Regions from separate parts of the Sus scrofa genome. Here regions 1 and 2 are each linked to region 3. Evidence: chromatin contacts called from public HiChIP or PLAC-seq data. All regions are on one chromosome and are shown on one strand. Each heading gives the region's core, a stretch centred on a gene start, on an enhancer-like site or on the middle of the called end of the contact. The rest is flanking DNA. Distances are from core to core; before and after follow the strand shown.

Region 1 (4,189 bases), core at 86-2,585, 170 kb after region 3:
TGAGAGATGATGGCTCTAAAGCAAGAGCAGATCCAGTGCTTCTGAAACTTCCTCTTTCTTGAAAAGAACAGTCTCCTTCCTCCAACTTGGAGCAGCTTTCTAGAGAGCTGCCCATCTGTCTATGTCTTACAAACAAGTCTCTGTGTGTGCTATGTGGAGCCCGGCACAGAAGCATGGAGGAAGGGTGGATTACAGATTGATAAAGAGGAGGGGGTACAAAGAAGATGCTGAGAAAAACCTGGGGAGTTTCCCCCTGGTCCAATTTCAGGATGGAGGGCCACAGGCCAGCAGGTCCCAAACAAAGAACAGCCTCTGCTGGCTGAGTATTTCCTGACTTTCTGCAGGGGTGCAGGGATGGTGACATCCATTACCGAGTCTACAGTTTAGTTACCATGATGTGGGCACCCAGAGGCTATTCCGAGGAGTCACCTTTTCTCACAGGTTTCCTTAGGGCTCACGACACCCATTCCCAGGATTTGGGATGCCATCTACAGCCCTGATATAGGGAAAAAGTGACCAGCCTGAGGTGGGATTGACTCTGTGGCCCTGCTAGCCACACGCATAGCCTGATATGCGGCTGCCAATGCCAGTTGAGTCTTCTCACTCCAGGACACTGACTGTCTTCCCAGGCTATGCAGAACTCTTCTTCCTCCTCTGTCCTACTCCAGTTTCACTGATTCATTAATTAACACCACAGACATTAAGTGGCCAGAAAGGTTAAGCCCTGTGCTAGGTACTGGAGATGATATGGTGACAGTCTCAAGCCTCGAGTTGATTCCATCTCTGGGAGATTTGGCTAGTATTGGATGAATGCAATAATGTGATGCTGTCCAAGGAAAGGCACCTGCTGGAAATTTCAGATTCTGACCTGGAGGCAGTGATATGTACTTTGAGCCCTGTAAGGTGGGAAGAAGGCAGAGGTGGGGATGGAGGGAAACATAAGTGTGTGTTGTACCAGTGGTGAGAGAGGGAACTGTGGGGGGAGGGCAGAGTAATTGGGGGGGGGGCAGGTGAAGGTTATAGGATGGGGCAGCAGGGCATGGAACTAAGATGGGACAGGTAACCAGATCATGAGGGTTTTGCAGGTCAAAATAAGGGCTTAATTCTTCTTTGTAAAATACAAGTTCAAATGAAGAAAATCAGTCAAAAAATACTTATTAATCAGAGGTTGGAAGGGAGTCCAGAAAAAATAATAGGTAAGAGCTCTGACCTCAAAATAATTAAGCACTGAAGAGTCTAGTGCCAACCAAAAGAGCTGCGGGAAGGACAGGAGGCAGTGAGCATTGCGTCTGAAGGCAGGATGTGACCTGGGTGAGACATGCATGTGACATGGGCCCCAGAGGTTGCAGAAAGGGCTAGTCACTCAGCTCTGGGATGGTTCCTTGGTGGAGCTTCTTGTTTGCAATAAAAGAATGTCAACATTACCACTGACTCGCTGAATTCCTCCAAGTATTTAGGTCTCGGTGTCATCAACAGTGTATAATACTTTCACTCTGAGCTCTAAACAGAGAATAAAATTCTGGCTGTTGTCTGACCCACAACTGGAGTAAAAACAAAAACACTTGTGGGGGAAATGGTATTTCTGAAGTCCCTCTACAGCTCTGATCATCAGAAGTCAACATAATCATACACTATTATCTTTTTTTTTTTTTGTCTTTTTGTCATTTCTAGGGCCACACCCACAGCATATGGAGGTTCCCAGGCTAGGGGTCTGATCGGAGCTGTAGCCACTGGCCTTCGCCACAGCCACAGCAACCCTTGATCTGAGGCGCATCTGCGACCTACACCACAGCTCACGGCAACGCCGGATCCTTAACCCACTGAGTGAGGCCAGGGATTGAACCCACAACCTCATGGTTCCTAGTTGGATTCATTAATCACTGAGCCACGATGGGAACTCCTTTTTTTTTTTTTCCCACTATTATCTTCTTATTGGCAGAATCTCCCTCAAAAGATCTTTGTTTTACAATTTTGCCTTCAAATTTTATCATTTTATACAACTTAGATTTCTGAAATGTTTTCCTATGGAGACAGTGGTGAGAGTTCTGTCTACTATTACTTAATGTCCCTAAATGAAACACAATAATGACAGTTTCTTTGAGGCCTAATTAACAGTGGAAAAAAACTAATTTCCCCTGAAAAAAGGAACAGTATCCATTCCACCTCTCTCTTTCCACTTTGGCTGTCTGGAAGGGAACTGCTGAATTTTAATCTCAACAACAGCAGCCCAGCAAACCTCTGGCTGGTGCATTCCTGCTTCAGTGCTCTCTTGGGTCCTGATGCTCGCTTATATCTTCTCATGTTAACATGTGTGCCTTTGGTTGCAAGGCATCTCAAAGGTGTGTGGGCTATGATTGGGAGAGAAAAATTAAAGAAAAGAGTTAGGTAAATAAAAAGAGGGAGGAGTTCTAGGGAAGGAAAGAGACTAAGACAAGAATAATGAGGAGACTGGATTGAGGTGAAGGGATAGAGCCTGTTGAGATACAGCGGAAAACAGGAAAGAGATGACATCAGAGGAGTAAGTGGACTGAGGCAACAGCGAGCCACAAAAGGTTTTTAGGGGTAGTAACCAGAAACTTGTCTTAAGAAGATTGGTCTAACTGCAATGTTGAGTATGTACCGAAAGAGGGAAAAGCTATGGAGGCGATGCTGGGGAGAATAAAAGAATAAGTAGCTGTGGGAAGCATCTGAGGGAGAAAGTGAATCAAGTCTGGATATGAGAAGGAAAGGAATGAGTCACTGATTACAGTTGGTGTCTAGGGTGTTATTACTGCTGGAGTTATGCTGGAGGAAGGGATCTGGGTGCTTTGGAGAGACAGAGGCTGGAAGAGGCAGATATATTCCTGACTGCAGAATCTTCACCTCCTAGATTTTTCTTTTGTCTTATCCTTAACTAGATAGAACCTAAATGGCCACCTCTTCTTCATCAAAGCTGGACACCATCACAGCCAACTAGCTTCCTAGAAGGATGCTGCTTTGAAATGCCGGATAAACTACATATTAACCTAAAAGACAACAGTGTAGTAAGTAAAAAAATCGCTTAGAAAGTTCAGAAGATTCAGAAAGTTATCATTTAACCACCTGCTCAATTCACATACAAGTTCATAAATATTGGCATGCTTTTCTTCCTCAGCCCAATGGAGCATTCATTTACCTTTCTAGGTCAGTAAAGACTATTCACATTTCTCCCAACATTTTATTATAAACATTTTCAAACATAAATCACAGCTGAAAATTTTACAGTGAACACCTGTACATACCACTTAGGTTCTGCTATTAACAGTTGACTGTATTTGCTTTATCACAAATTATGCATCTATCCCATCCATCAAGCCTTCTTATTTTTGGTGCATGTCAGAGTAAACTGTAAACATTACTACTCTTGCACAAAAAATTAAACTATTGGTTTTTAATTTCTGTTCCCTGTTTTTGTTTTTGTTTTTACCTGACTGGGTTATATTAGCCCACCCAGGTAGACTGTGGAGATGAAAGAGAAGCCTGTGGCTCTTTCTGTGAATTATCTTCCCAATTCCTTATCCCCAGGCATTTGAACACTGACTCTTTAATTACAGTGGTGCCTAGTCTGTGCACTTGAGTTCCTAGAAAGTAGAAAAGAGAATTTTTACAAATCCAATTATCTTCTAAACTCTAATATTTGAGATGGTAAAGACTCTTGCAGGTAGTATAGGTGGAGGAATAAAAAAAAAGTTTCCTAAATATATAAGCAATACAGCCTATGTTTACATATCCAGATTACCATATATATTAGACTGACTTAAAGCAAAACTGTGCCTTTAATAATAGAGGGGCCATAGAGATTACAGAGGGTCTCTGCTTTGGGATACAAAACATTCCCAGAAAGAATGTCACCACTGGAGTTCCCGTCGTGGCGCAGTGGTTAACGAATCCGACTAGGAACCATGAGGTTGCAGGTTCGGTCCCTGCCCTTGCTCAGTGGGTTAACGATCCGGCGTTGCCGTGAGCTGTGGTGTAGGTTGCAGACGCGGCTCGGATCCCGCGTTGCTGTGGCTCTGGCGTAGGCCAGTGGCTACAGCTCCGATTCAACCCCTAGCCTGGGAACCTCCATATGCTGCGGGAGCGGCCCAAGAAATAGCAACAACAACAACAAAAAGACAAAAGACCAAAAAAAAAAAAAAAAGAATGTCACCACTATCCCAAACTGTAGGAG
Region 2 (4,489 bases), core at 1,099-3,598, 150 kb after region 3:
CTCCGTCCTTCTCCCTGCCTCCCTCCCTCTCAGAAATGTTCAGAGAGCATGCCTCGATGAACACTCGGCAGGCATATTTGGATCTCAGATTCTGTTTCCCAAGGAACTTGACCTACATAATGTGAAAGAGTAAATGTGCAGAAAAGCTTCCTCATCTGCTGCCGTCCCTTTTTCTTCTTCCTAATAAAGATGCATTAACATAAAGTCTGTCCTGGCCTGTATTATGTCTAATCTCTGGCACCTCACAGGCATTCTGTGAATGTTGGCTACATGAATAAATGGTCAAAACATGATTCTAAATGGTAAAAGCTGCTTTCTAGAGAACCCTACTATCCCACTTGTAAGACAGTCTACCCCACGGCCATCTTAGTACTACACACTGAATGAAGCTGGCTGTCATCAGCTAAACAACACGGGTCGACGAGCATTCTTACAAATCTTCTTTCCAACCTGTCTCTGAATGTTCTTAGTTTCCTCCCTTTTTTCCCCTTATATTTTTCATATTGTTTCTTCTCCCATATTCTTTATCTCATTCTTTTATCTGTTTCATCAGCTAAAGGCACATAGTGATAACTGAAATAGTACACTGCATATAATACGGATATATTTGGCAAAGGCTTCTTCTACCTGCTCCAAATGCTACCACCCTTACCACCACGGTTACATAAAATGCTCATCACAATCAGTCCCCACTGGCTGTTTTACTCTGGACTGGTCTCCACTGCAAGTATTGCATCATTTCGAAGACCTAAGAAAGTCCCCGCCTGTCTGAGTCAGGCACAGAGAGCTGAGCTGGGCGTTGGATTACTTGACTCATCCAATCAGAGTTGAAACAAGTCTTGCTCAGGAAACTTGTGGACTCTCCCTCTCTGGAATTATTTTTTAAATGAAAAAAATTCTCACTTCCTGGGATAGTTTAAGAGGGTTCTGGCTTAAAGCAGGGAAAATAATCTTGATGACTTAGGTTAAACTACTGTGATTTCAAGAATTTGGTGAATTTTGTGAACACAGATGAATGTAAAAACTAAATATCCTTTAGCTACAGTTTCTTAAATTGCACCAGTTATAAAAAAAAAAAAATGTAAATTAAGCTCTCCCAGGTAGTAAGTTTGTCAGCTAGCACCAGAAACAGAAGACAGCTAACAAACTTAGATTAGCAGCCTTTCAGAAGAAGGCACAAAACAACAAATGTAATTAGGGAAAAATTGGTAGAAAAGACAAATCAGAGAGTAGCAACTCTAAAGCAAACCTCAACCAAGAAGATACCATTAGTTCTGCTTTTCTTAGTGGCCAAAATAATTGAAAAATGTAAACAGTTGTAGTTTTGTTGTAAGATTCATAAAAGAAGGCCAGTTGTTGCTATCATATGTTAATGCTACTATATTAGTTTGCTGGGGCAAATTAGTTTGTGATATCAAAGTATCACAGAACCAGGTGGTTTAGGAACTACCTCTTCAGAGTTCTGGAGGCTGGAAGTCCAAGATCAAAGTGTCAGCAGGGTTGGTTTCTACAAGCCTCTCTCCTTGTCTTGTAGACAGCTGTCTTCTTCCTGTGTCTTCACATGGTTTACCTGTTGTGTGGGTCTGTCCTAATCTCTTCTTATAAGGACACCAGTTCTATTGGATTAGGGCCCACCCTACTGTCCTCATTTAACTCTATCACTTCTTTAAAGACCCTAACTCCAAATATAGGACTTCTCGAGGCACTGAGGGTTATAACTTTAACATATAAATTTGGGGGAGAGATACAATTCAGTCTATAATAGCTACCATTTCCCCCTTGACTATTCTTTCTTTGCACTTTTATAAACACTCCTGTGCATGGTCCTTAGGGAATGAGCAGGCCAGTGTCCAGTTAGGTGAGCTGCTCCAAACCTGTCCTGGAGGCCCTCTAGGAAGCCTCCCCATTGAGTGAGCCTATGTTGCCTCCCTCTCCTTGCTCTCTAGCTCTGCCCTAGTTCTTGCCTATTTATTTCTCTTGGCAACATCCTAGCGCCTCCCTCCTGTGCTCCTATGTGGGGGCTCCATGAACATTCCATGTTGCTGCAGATGTTGGCACGTTAATGAGGATTAAGATCACTGGAAACAAGGTTCCCTCACACACTGCTGGCATCTTTCCCATGTGGCATACGCCTGTGAAGTAACGTGTGAGCTGAGGGCTGGGGGGAGAAGTGACTGGCAAGTTTGTGGTGTGGAGCACATTTCTCCTATTGGTAAAGGAGAAGCTACGGAGGCTCTGAGTAATGTGTTCTTTCCTAAGTCCAATTTCCACAGTCTGGGACTGGGAAAGGCAAGAGAAAGTTAGGACAAGCTTGACTCACGATGACGCCAGGAAGCCCTCGCTAAGGAAAGTGGTCACATGGACCTCACATGCTGGGTGGAGACGGCCTCTCCCTAAGGAGTGAAAACCTGGCAGACGCAGTGCTCAGAGCATGATTAATTGCCGTGTTGATAGAACAGTGCAGGCTTCCTTGTCAGGGCCCAGGGCCCTCGCCTGCCCTTCCTAATGACAACAGCTGCCTGATGTGGCCTCAGGGGTAAGCTGAGAGCTGCTGGGGAAGAAGGGTGGAAGAGGCGACTTCTTCTAGCATCCACATTCTGTAGCCCTTAGGGGATGAATGGCAAAAGTTAATGATAAGTATTGGGGTGGCAGCCTTTTCATGGCATTTAAAATGGTAGCCAGTCCTCCTTGGAATGCCCCCTTCTGGGTCAAGCTTCCCTCTCCTGCAAGGTTCTTGCACATTCCTGGTCTTCTACCTGGTTCTTTGCTACTTAACTGTCCTCTTAGCCCCTCTGCCCCTTAAAGGAGGGCATTTTCTCAGCGTCTGCTTCCATTTCTCCTCCCCCATCCTCTCTCCAGCAATCTCATCTCACCTCGTGGGCTCACTCCCTGGGTCCCCAGAGCCCCACCTCCTTTGAGACTGCCAGGTCTGCCTTTCCAAAAGGAAGTTCCTCAAGTCAAGTGGGTCTCAACCTTGACTAACCTGACCAGAATCACCTAGAAGAATTTTTTTTAAATCCCGAAGCTTGAAAAGCACCCTAGACTCATTAAATTAGAATCTTGGGGGGTGATAATTAGGCATCAATATTTTTTTTTGAGATCATTTAGAGATCATTTAATTCTCACACCTGGAGATAAGGGTCTCTCCTCTGACCTCCCACAGTGCTTTATCTTTATTCTTAAAAACCTGATACATGATTTGTTTTTTGCTTGTTTGTTTTTTAAAGCCTGACTCAAGAGGTAGACTTTCAGCTTCAAATCCTGGCCTTGACTTTTATCAACCATGAGACTTTAGGCCAGTTTGTTCATTTCTCTGTGCCTCATTTTCCTCATCTGTAGAATGAGAAGTAGAGAGGTAATGATAGGACTAACCTCCCAAGGTTGTTTTAAGAAATTAGAAGCTCAGATCAGTGCCTGGCCCATAAAAAGAGATCAATGAAAGTTAGCTATTACAGGAATTCCCTATGTGGCTCAGTGGGATTGGTGTCGTCTGGGAGCGCTGGGATGCCGGTTCCATTCTCCACCCAGCACAGCAGGTTAAGGATCCAGCATTGCCTCAGCTGCTGCTTAGGTCACAACTACGGTTCTGATCTGATCCCTGGCCTGGGAATTCCATATGTCCTGAGAACGGCCAAAAAAACACACAAAGTTAGCTATTATAGCTTTGAGTAATAAGTAAGATTTTTAAGTGATAAGTTTATGTCTAATTCAGTGGTTCTAGAACATTAGCATATGCAAGGACCACCTGAAGTTTCTATAAAAAAAAAAAATTCTTAGGCGCCATTACCAAAGATTCTGATTTCATACTCTGGGGTGGGGCTGAAGTCCTGCATTTCTAATAAACTTTGGGGTGATGCTGGTGCTACTGGTTTAAGAACCTAGCTGGGAGTATCACTGGCCTAATTCACCTCTGTCCTCCCCTGCCCACCCTTGCTTCAGCCCAAGGAGTGGCAGGAGGCCAACTCTGTAAGAGGTTTCCTAGGGTTCAGAGCTCAGAGGCTGTTCCCCAGCAGCCAACTTGGTTGATCATTAGTCCAGCTCCCCAGGTTCCACAACTTGCCTGACTCACCCTCTCCAAGCAAAGTCTAAGCTGTTCCTTCTGTACCAATACAGGGCTTTCAAGGAACAGGATGGATTCTGATGCAATAACTCAAAACTACCCAAACTCTGTACTACTGTAACCTTTTAATTAGAAGCCATAAGTTTGTGGGAAACAGTAAGAATGGACAAAGTCTGCCCTCATCGTGATCGTATATTGTCGAAAAAGGCCCTGCTTCTTTTTCACTTGGCCTCAAGGCCCTCAGGTACTTAAAGATACATCCGAGCCCAAGCCTTGCTCGATCTCTACAGATTTAAATCACTCCCTCAGCTGGACTGTCTCTGCAAAGCCTCAGGCTTCCCCTTTTAGTGAGAGAAAGAACACTGGCTTCTCCCCCGGACAGGCTAGAGGCCATTCTGTACACCTCCCTCAGGAGAGCACAGAGCTCCT
Region 3 (4,137 bases), core at 646-3,145:
TACTTCACAAAACTTAATCCAATCTCATCAGCTTCTCCACTCATGTCAGTTTTGGGTCCAGGATGCAATCCTGACATTTATATGCCATTTCACTGTCCTGTTTCTTTAATCTCCTTCGATCTGGGAAAATTTCTCAAACTTTGTTTCTCATGACCCTGACTTTTTTTGAAAGGTATTTGTTATTTTTTAGAATAGCTCTTAATTTATAGTCCTCTGATATTTTCTCAGGGTTAGGCTGAAGTGATTCATCTGTCTTTGTGAGAATACAGAAGTGATTTAGGCCCTTACCAATGAATCCTGTCACGGGGCACACGATGCTGATGTGACGTTAACGTTGACCACTCGGTTAAGGAGATGTTTGCTGCTTTCTCCACGCGAAATTAAGATTTTTTTAAAATTAATAATTATCCTCCTGTGCCATCCTCTAAGGTTATGTAAATATGCATCTTAGTTTCTCATCATGATTTTGCCCACTAATTTTAGCTTTCTTCTATGGCTCTTAAGTTTGCCTACGTTGGTTGTTTATATTGACCTCATTTCTTTCACATTTACTAATTGAACTTTACTCAGAGTTCCTGGCGCAGCAGAAATGAATCTGACAAGTATCCATGAGGACACGGGTTTGATCCCTGGCTTCCCTCAGAGGGCTGGGGATCCTGAATTGCCGTGAGCTGTGGTGTAGATTGCAGATGCGGCTTGGACCCCATGTTGCTATGGCTGTGGTGTAGGCTGGCAGCTGCAGCTCGGATTGGACCCCTAGCCTGGGAACTTCCATCTGCTGCTTTTTAGGTGCAGCCCTAAAAAGGACTAGAAAAAAAAAAAAAAAAAAACTAGTCTCCTTTTGATGGATCGGTTGGTCTCAGTATGGACTTGTGGCTATTTATTTTAGTCTATGGGTTACAATGTGATTCTATCATTACATATTTTGTCACTCAAATTACTCTAGCTTTGGCCACTGAGGCACCTCCAAACTGGCTCCTGTGTTCTTCTGACACGACCCCAATCATTTTTCTACACATCCTTTACTTTCTGGCACCACAAGATGTCCTGATCATGTCATACACATTCCCTGCCGCAGGCCTGGAATCAATAGCTTCAGCAAGAGGCCTGGGTTCCTTTAATTAGGAAACTGTATTTAGAACCAATACCTGGGCTCTAGGTGGGCTAACTGCTACTGAGTTGTCGCTGCTTCTAGGCTCTCTGAGCAGACAGAGCCGGGAAACATATGCCTGCGCACATGTCTGTATTTCTTTGTCTGTCCCTCTGTATATTTATTAAAAACCATGAATTCATACTTAAATCTTTAGTTTCAATCCAACACCACAAAGTTTATCCTATTCTTTCCTTTTCTTTATTTGTAACTTTTTTCTCCAAAAGTGAAAAACCTGGCTCTCATTATCCACAATATATTTATGTACTTGTTTAATCCTACTATAAACATAAGTAGTACTATGGACTTCCTCAATTAGAAAAACTCTTGGATATTATTGGGTATAATTCTCTCATTTTATAAATGAGAAACTCCAGGCCCCTGGGGATTAAGTTGCCAAGGGAAAGAAGCAAATTACTAGAAGAGAAGAATTATAAATGTTAGGATTTCAAATTTTAATATTGTGTATATTTCACAGGAGGGTTGAGAAAAGACAGGAAATGTAACACCAGGTAACCGCTAAGAAGAAGCCTTAATTCACTTTTTTTCCTCACTACTGATATACAAGCAAAACCATTCTGGCTAAAAAAGCGAGACATTTTGGTCAGCATGGCTCGTGTATATAATATGGCCAAAGGCCAGAAAAATTAGACATCATACTCATGGGGTGTTAAGACAGCCTCCGGAAAACGGAAGAACCAAGTGTTCCATTACTGAGTCTGATTTCTACAGCCATGGATACGGCCAAGACCTCGGAGGTCATTAAAGGTTACAGCTCTTGTTACACGAGTAGATGTGGAGGCAGGATTTTACTTCTTCTTTCTCTATGAACAACAACAACACTTTGTCTTTTGTGACTATATTTCAGTCACGGGGACTGAAAGTTCTACAAGTGAGATGAACAGGCTATTAAGCCTCCAGGAAAACCACCTATTTGTAAGCCTACAATTTGACGATTATATGTCACATGCTGAAACTTGATCATAAAACCCCTTTAGTGTTGTATGTCCTCTCTGTTATGGAGATTTGAGATCTCTGTTTTAACGATGCCTCGGGATCTTGATTTTAATTTGAGTGACCCAGTGCTAGACTGGAGAAGAGGAAGCGTTTGCCCTCACTGTCGGGATGGCAATAGGCAAGATTTGCCACCTTGGGAAGTGAAACACGGGGCTGCTGCTTCTTTTGCAAGTCAGTATCACGGGTGATCATCAGGGCCAAGGTTCATTAGTGAGACAATGTATGCATGTTGTATACTAAACCTCAAGTCCACACATAGTGTTAATTCTGTAGGAAAATATTTCCAAGCAATCAACTTGGAGCTCAACTCAAAGGTTGGTGACACTCTGTTTAGTCCTTGTGTCTAGAGTAGAACTGCTGAGAACTGTATTTGTTAATTCCTAAATCTTTATTCAGATGCCGAACAGATTTCAACCCTGCCTTGGCTAGAACAAGCCCTAGGAAATGGCAAATGGAGTCACTGCCTTGGGCTTTGATGACTGAAGCACAGCTGTTGAGTAGTAGTCTTCTACGGGAAGAACGTGAGAGCCCAGGTGAAATCAGTTATGCATCTATGGAAATCTCACAAATTACCATCAAAGCAACTACTTTCCCCCTGTTTACACACCTCCACAGCTGCCCTTCTGAACTGCTCTTCCACTTGTACCTGACATATATTTTATCTTTATCTGTACTCAAATATCAAATGGAGATGAGTATACAGAATGACTCCAACCAAGATCACCTTCTGGGGACATGAATTAGTCATCTTCCTTTACCTTGATTCAAGATACTTACAGATATTAAGTTAAGAGATGTGGGGGGTATGCTTTTGTGTGATTTAAAGAACTAGAAATTATTTCTGGGAGTTCCCGTTGTGGCTCGGTGGAAACGAATCCGACTAGTATCCATGAAGATGCGGGTTCGATCCCTGGCCTTCCTCAGTGGGTTAAGGATCCGGTGTTGCTGTGAGCTGCGGTGTAGGTTGCAGAGGCAGCTGGGATCTGGTGTTGCTGTGGCTGCAGTGTAGGCACGTTCAACCCCTAGGCTGGGAACCTTCATATGCCACGGGTACGGCCCTAAAAAAAAAGAAAGAAATTATTTCTGAATTGTTTAATTGAAAAAGAGATTTCTAAAACTGTCATCTCACAAAACACTGAAGGGTTTGTTTCTTAAATAATTGTAAAATTCTTACCACAGAAGAAGCAGTAGCCTCCTTAAAGAAGATCCTCATATTGCAGAAGACATTACAATAAAACTCTTTCAGAAAGTGTATTAATTTTTCATGTTTGGAATTTTGCTGAACACTTTTTCTTAATTATCAAGAGCAAAAATATTTCTCAGAAGACTACTTTCGATCCAACAAATCAAGATATTCATAACAAAAGAAATAAACTTAAGACAAAACACAGATACTCTTCTTTTGAGGAATGAGCCAAGAATAATATGGAGGGTGATGAAAAACTGATTCGAACACACGTATCTGCAATAATATTGGAATGAACTGAAAACTGTCCTCCAAATAGATTGTTTTCTCTGTGCACACTTGTCAAAATGAAAACATTTCTCTTTAAGTTGACAAGGATTCAGATTGCTTAAATGGTTTCCATAACTAGCATTAATGGGCCTCATGGTGAAAAAAGGGCAGTCCCCAGAATATGTCTAAATGACATGCTTAAATGGGTCCTATACATTTTACTGTGTTACTAATCTTCTCATTTTTGATTTAGTTCACATTCGAAATGAGAAATTAAGTTAGAATAAAAACATTTGTAAAAACAGTTTACCTGTTGGTGGAGTGTAGGTCTTTAAAAGAGCTAGAGCTGGTAGGCTACCATTAACTGAAAATATTCAGGAGGAGAATATTTAAAGCCCTAAAAGGAAAAAAAATGTCCAAAATTTGACCCAAGAATTAAAATCCTGAGGATGAGAAATCAGGCGAATATTCTTTTTTTTTTTTTTTTTTTGAATCATATGATCTTGTTTGGAAT

What was found. HiChIP or PLAC-seq counts read pairs in DNA pulled down with a chosen protein or histone mark.
Region 1: an H3K27ac HiChIP or PLAC-seq map of alveolar macrophages shows a contact between it and region 3. The contact joins two enhancer-like sites. A contact is called at or near these places in 1 of 47 Hi-C or Micro-C datasets (embryonic fibroblasts) and 1 of 2 datasets of contacts at active chromatin or transcription factors (alveolar macrophages).
Region 2: a contact with region 3 is called in an H3K27ac HiChIP or PLAC-seq map of alveolar macrophages, with 2.4 times the contacts expected there. The contact joins two enhancer-like sites. A contact is called at or near these places in 2 of 2 datasets of contacts at active chromatin or transcription factors (alveolar macrophages and skeletal muscle).

The regions. Positions count from the first base shown.
Region 1 is chr7:8,278,972-8,283,160 of Sscrofa11.1, reverse strand. All of the region lies in intron 2 of ADTRP (androgen-dependent TFPI-regulating protein), which reads left to right. Among named protein-coding and RNA genes, the nearest start is that of ADTRP, 33 kb to the left of the region's middle. Within about 2 kb of position 1,335, at least 3 of the 83 cell types and tissues checked have an H3K27ac peak or open chromatin away from gene starts, as enhancers often do. A contact at or near this core is called in alveolar macrophages, where this site is marked.
Region 2 is chr7:8,304,105-8,308,593 of Sscrofa11.1, reverse strand. The region is part of intron 1 of ADTRP (androgen-dependent TFPI-regulating protein); the gene reads left to right. Among named protein-coding and RNA genes, the nearest start is that of ADTRP, 7.3 kb to the left of the region's middle. Within about 2 kb of position 2,348, at least 26 of the 83 cell types and tissues checked have an H3K27ac peak or open chromatin away from gene starts, as enhancers often do. A contact at or near this core is called in alveolar macrophages, where this site is marked.
Region 3 is chr7:8,453,264-8,457,400 of Sscrofa11.1, reverse strand. The region is part of intron 1 of LOC102166292 (a long non-coding RNA gene); the gene reads left to right. Among named protein-coding and RNA genes, the nearest start is that of HIVEP1, 61 kb to the left of the region's middle. Within about 2 kb of position 1,895, at least 4 of the 83 cell types and tissues checked have an H3K27ac peak or open chromatin away from gene starts, as enhancers often do. A contact at or near this core is called in alveolar macrophages, where this site is marked.